Linked DNA regions of Macaca mulatta: region 1 is linked to region 2. Evidence: chromatin contacts called from public Hi-C data. All regions are on one chromosome and are shown on one strand. Each heading gives the region's core, a stretch centred on a gene start, on an enhancer-like site or on the middle of the called end of the contact. The rest is flanking DNA. Distances are from core to core; before and after follow the strand shown.

Region 1 (2,957 bases), core at 169-2,668, 150 kb after region 2:
GAAGTAGCAGTGGTGAGCAAGAAAACAACCCTCTGAGTTTTGGCTATTCAGGAGGAAGTACTACTTTCTCCAATTTTAATCACAATTCATAAAAACCTAACTAGCTAGATCTTAAATATACAAATACATTAATAATCTAGTAAAGCAACAGAAAAAGGTAAACTAACCAGCCTATTTTTGTCTGGAGAAACCCCAACAAACTCTGCTGGATTCCTTGGCCATTTGCATTCAGAAGTACCAAAAACTAAAATCCTTCTTACTAAATAATTTATTCTACACGAGACTTGTTTCCTCCATACCACCCTACCCAAATTATCAGCATTATTCCAGAATATAATCATTTAGTTTGAGACGACTAAAAAACCCCACACTCCAAAATACCAATTGTGGTTAGTCTGTAAAGAAATGGTCTGAAACTACAAAATGTTATCCTAGGACACATAACCAATCGACCAAAAGGACTTCTGGAATATGCTGCCCCCAAGATTTAGAATGCACAGGCAGAAATAGCATACGCGGTCACGATGTCCCTTAAGCCACATGACCTTCCTACGAAAGCAGAGGCTTAAACTTATCAAATGAGAATTCCCCCTTTCTCTGAAGTTAAAACAAGGCAGGGCAGCTGGAATTAGTGCAGCAGGGACAGAACGGCTGCTGACTAGTCAGAACGGGTCGTGGAATGCAAAGTCCCTGTGCTTTCGCTGCTCCCCTTACCGTGAGAAGATCTGGGAGGGAGGAAAGGAGGAGAAACACCCCAGAATCCTGGTAGAAAAGCCCCTGGCCTCGAAGATGGGCTCTAGGGAGACAGGGAGGGGCAGCTCCGTGTGTGATGACCCTTTGTGAACATGCACTCTGTGGCAGCTTCGGCTCCACCGAGGCTTTGGGAGAGCGGACTACGGATGCCCAGCGCGACCCAGCTGTGAAGGCCACGCCGGCGGAGAGGCTCCATGGCACCTCCGCCGGCTTCGGGAGCCCTTCCCTCTCCCACCTCCGCGGGTCACCCCAGGGCCCAGCGGCTCCCGATCACGCTCGCGCGGACCACGGAACAGCGACGCAGAAGCCGGTCTCTTTCCTCAGCGTAATCCCTCCGCAGCAGGCCGCGCACTAGTTTTAATCACGCCCCACCCCCTGGCCGCTGGCGCCACCTCCGCCACTCGGGCGCTTTCCAGCAGCTTCCAGAAACGTCGCCTCCCCAAACCCAGCCACTCACACATGGCGGGCTCAGCAACCACCGGCCCCGCCCCTGCTCGTCGCCGCAGTCGCAACTGCGTCTGCGGCCACAGGGCGGACAGCCACGCCTCTGCGGAGCGCGACCGGAAGTGCTCACGTCTTCACCTTCCCCGCCGCGCCTCCGTTCTTTCAGGCCCTGCGTGCAGCAGGAAGGAGGACTCTTTTGCCGCGGACTGAAGCCGGAAGCCGCCTTCCTAGTGGAAACGCGAGTGGGGGAGGAGCAGTCCGCGGGGAACGTGGGTTGAACGTTGCAACTAGGGTGGAAATCAAGCTGGAACAGGAGTTCCGATCGACCCGGTACCAAGAAGGGGAGTGCCCGCGGCAGGTAACGGAGAAGAGGGAGGGGTTTCTTTCCGCTCTCGAAATTGGGAAAAGAGACAGAGCTGTGATGACCTATGGGGTAGTCGGCGCGCTGAAAGGATGGGCTAGGCTGGGACGGGGTTCAAGTGGGAAAGATTGATGATTAAGGTATAGAGTTGGACTTACAGATCCGTTTGGGCTCAGAGAGGTGAACGCTGAAGAGAAACCAGAGTTTGTTTTCGTTTTCCAAGGAGCGTGGAGTTGGGCAGGGTTAACGGACCCTGCGCCTCTTGGGGCTTCTTAGGTTGGGTGTTGAAACTTCCCTCCTTTGGTCCTGTTCGTCTCTGATTCAAAATAGTTGGGTTTGGTACCAGACAGAGCTGGGTGCAGAAAGCCGACCCTGTTCTTCGGCTTCCAGGTGGGTTGTGGCCTCGCTCTTGACGGTTCACGTGCCGAGCCTACTCGCTCTCGGAAGGCAAGCTCAAATGGGTGGGTATAAGGCCCCCTCTTCGAACAGCTGTTTCCCTGGGTTTCTCCATTTTGCACACAGGAGTGTGAATTAAGTTTAATTGCATACTTGTTACGATTCCCAGGGCCAGCTTGACACGTTCATTGTGCTATATAACTGGGTTCATGCTTGGCTAATAATTCACATTAAGGCTTCTGGAGTATAAGTGGCCCACAGAAGTATGAAAAGTGGATATTAGAAGAAAGATGCTGGGGGTGAAGTAGAGCTGAGGAAAATAGAACTGGAAAGCTGGGTTGTTTTCACAGTACAGTGAGCTTTAGGTCATAGTACTACCTCTAGGTTATATTGGGCTGTTTTGACGGACTTTGCTGTAATCAGGCTGGAGTAAATAGAGAATTTTAAGCTAAGCATTGACAGGCTTAGACTTACCTTACAGGGACATCATTTTGACAGTGATATGGAAGGGAAAGAGGTAGAGATTTGAGACCTTTCCACAGAACTGTCCACAGAATTTGGTGACTTACTGTGAGGGAAATAAGGAATAGGGAACAACTCAGACTTTCTAGCCTGTGTGTTTCGAAGGATGGAGACGCCCACATTTAAGTGAGATATGGGAAGGAGGAGCAGATTGTTTTTGAAGGGAAGAAGAGCAGCTACTTAGGGTCAAATTAAGTTGTAAAATCCACCCCAGGATTTTGTATTTAAGTCGAAGTGAATTGTATTTGGAAGAAGACCTGGGGAGCTCACCTCTGGTATTTTTTTTATGTCCCCCATATGGACAAATAAACCTCTGGTAGTAAATGAATTGTCTTTTGGGGAATTCTATATATTCAGGATTTCAACCACCAGCCTGTCTTTTTCCTGCTGAAATGTTGGGTGACGGAATCAGGAGAGCAGTTTGGAGGCCCTTTATATTTTATAATTGAGAGAGACAAAGAGAAAACCGTTTGATTTGAAA
Region 2 (3,007 bases), core at 488-2,987:
TTTGCATAAAACTTTGCTCCGAAGAGGGAGCTGCAGCCAGCTCCGGTGCTCGGAACCCGGCTGGAGGGTGGCGGTGCCACCGCGAGGCAGCCTCGTTTCCTATCGGTTTGGCCCTGAGATGTATTTCTGTTCTGACTAAACACGTCCGGTCTGAAGTTTCTCCGAGTAAACAAGGATGAGGGACAAAAGCCACTCCTGCTCGTGGCTCGGTGGCCCCCTCCCCCAACTCGGGGAGTATTTTTTGGAGCCGTGAAAGTTGGGGTGCCTCCCGCGCGGGGCGAGCCCCCCGCCCCCAGAACTTCACCGGTGGCCGCGCGGCCGACGCGGCCCGGCTCCCAGGCCCGAGGCCGCCACGTGCACCCGGCAGGCCCCGCAGGCCCGCGCCGCCGCCGCCCCCATTTTGTCAGGCTCCGCGCAGGGAGAAGCCCCGCTCGAAATGGGGGCTGGCTCCGCCCGCGGCCGCCGGGGCCGGCGCGCACGGAATGGCCGCTGCGCGTCTTCCCCGCCTGCGCCGCCGCCGCCGCCGCCGCGAGGGCGAGCGCGAGCGAGAATATGGCTCCTTCCCTTTGTGTGTGTGTGTGTGTGTGTGTGTGTGAGTGTGTGTGAGTGTGAGTGCGAGGGTGCGGGCGCGGCGGCGGCGGCGGGCGGGGTGCGCGCCGCGCTCTGGCGCACACACTCGGCCATTACGGCCGGGGGAGGGGGGGGGGGCGCGCGGCCGGGCCCTCCCCTCCGCGCCGCTCCCCTCCCCCCGCCGCGGTGGGGGCCGCCCGAGGGCCCACCCGCCCGCCACTCCCCGTCTCCCTCCGCGCGGGCCGCGCGCCCCGCCGCCCCCGCACGGGGAACGCGGGGCTGTGAAAAGAGAGAGGAAAAAAAAAGTTGCCTCGGAACTGCTGCGCCCAGCTCCCCCGCCCGCCCGCCTTGTTTTCTCTCCAGCCAGCAGCGCCGGGCCCGAGTCAGCCATGTTCCAGCGAGCGCAGCGGCGCCGCTCCCCCCGCCGCCCGGCCGCCGCCGCCGCCGCGCCCGGGCCGAGGCCGGCCGGGCCCGCACTGCCGCCCCCGGGCCCCCGCGCCGCCCTCGCCCGCCGCGGCGCCCCGCCCGCCCCGCCGCCCGCCCGACCGGCCGCGCTCCCCGCTGGCGCCTGGCTCGCTGCGGCGACGGCCAATGCAGCCCGGGGAAGCGCCGCCGCTGCCCTCCCGCCGCCGAGCCGCGCCGGCCCCGCCGCCCCGGCCGCGCTCCGCGCACGCCGCCCGCCCGAACGCCCGGCCCGAGGGCCCAAAACACGTTCAAAAATTTTTTAATTAAAAAAAAATTTTTTTTTTTTTTTTTTTTTTTTTTGCGCCAGTCAGCGCGGACGCCGCCGGGGGTGGAAACTCGCGGGGCGCGGGGCTCCCGGCGCCTCAGGCTGCCTGAGGGCCGGGGCTCCGGCGCGGGGCAGCGTTCCCGGCGCCCGGGCAGAGGCTCGCTCCGTGCGCAGTTCCCCCCACGGTCCCCCCTCATTTGCCTTTGTGTGGATCCTGACCCGCCGGCTCCCGGCCGCGGGGATCCGGCCGTCGCGCGGGCTGGGGAGCTGCCGGAGGCGCTCTCCCCGCCGCGGCGCTGCCCCAGACTCACCCTCAGCGAGGCACAGAGTCGCCCAGTGCCCGTCCGGCTCTCACTTGCCCCGGCGCTGTCTCTATGGAGCTCAATGTACTGCAATGGCTGTGAGAGCGGGAGCCAGACGCAGCCTCCTCACTCTCTCCGCTCTGTAACATTACTCTCCAGCCAGCGCGGCTCCTATTGGCTACCGCCAACTCACGGGGCTCGCTCATTGGCCCGATACCTCCCATTGTCCTGACCAGAGCCCGTTTGCTATTGGCTGTCTCCGGGGACACGTCATCAAGGATTGAAACAGCGCGCAAATCTGAATGTGTGTGTATGCCGGGCAAAGAGGCTGAGGCGGGAGAGGCAGAGGCAGAGGCAGCAGCTGCTACGGGAAAGCAGAGCTCTATGGTGTATGTGTGCATGTGTCTAACCCAAGCCAGCCCCACACCGGAGCGGCCGCCGGAGCGAAAAGGGCCTGACTTTTCCACAAGTGTCTCCAACTCCTCAGGCAAAAGAGACACCCACAGGTCTCCCCCCCCCTCTTGCCCCACATTCACGCCCAAAGCCGTTGAGATAAGAGGCCCCAGGCTTTTAATGGCCCTTAAAAAGTGAGGGGGACACTATGGGGTCATGTCCCCTGAAAACGGGGGTCTCTGCTGGTGCCGAGGGGCGGAAGCCGCCGAGCCTCTAGCCCCTCAAAGGTCTCTGATTGCGTTACACTTGAGGTCTCTGGAAAGGCAGGGCTTCTGTAAGAAAGTGACATGATCCAACCAGCCGGGTTTAAAATGCCCCTTTTCTGGGCTCATAAGCCGTCACGTCAGGCTCGCTGAGCAGCTGAAATCTTGAGTCACTGAGCAGGCATTCAGTTTCACCCTTTTTCTTGGTTTGATCGAGTTTCACAGCATGTCTAGAACTTTTTATTTAAATACAAAGCACTGTCTTAACTTCCTGGAAATCAAATAATTATTCCATGTAATTAAAGAACAGCCACTTCGTTTTGATATGGGGTACTCTAGCAGGAAATGTTTGTGAGGCCCTGGTAGAATTAGCAAATTCATTAGAGACCACATTCTAAACTGTTTGGCTGTTTTATTTGGCTTGGTGTGGATTACTGTTATAATCAAACGAATCCTTGTGATGCTATCTTTCCCTCCCATCACACCACTTAGTGCATCCATGTAACCGCTCTAGGATTACTGGAGTTGTAGGTATACGGTTACCCGAAGGATTAGATGCAGGCAGAGAGTGCATGTGCCCAAATCCACAGGCTATGGTTTCTCTAACTCACCAAGCTGACTGGTATTAATAGACATACTTACGTCTGTAGAGAAAATGTGCGGGCTGTAGTGCCCAGTTCTGAAGACTCTACAGTTATATCAGTCCTTTATGAAACTACTATCTATTCCTTTTAGCCTGAGCAGACCAC

The links. Hi-C and Micro-C count contacts between places; a contact is called where the count stands out from the background.
Region 1: a Hi-C map of fetal cortex germinal zone shows a contact between it and region 2, with 4 times the contacts expected there. The contact joins the promoter of USPL1 here to the promoter of HMGB1 in region 2. A contact is called at or near these places in 7 of 14 Hi-C or Micro-C datasets (CD4 T cells, blood, cortical neurons and 4 more).

Annotation. Positions count from the first base shown.
Region 1 is chr17:10,473,403-10,476,359 of T2T-MMU8v2.0, forward strand. It overlaps USPL1 (ubiquitin specific peptidase like 1), which reads left to right and starts at 1,419. Exons shown (of 11, transcript XR_013407854.1): 1 at 1,419-1,555. It also overlaps a transcript of HMGB1 not described here.
Region 2 is chr17:10,324,065-10,327,071 of T2T-MMU8v2.0, forward strand. It overlaps HMGB1 (high mobility group box 1), which reads right to left and starts at 1,738. Exons shown (of 5, transcript NM_001265806.1): 1 at 1,612-1,738.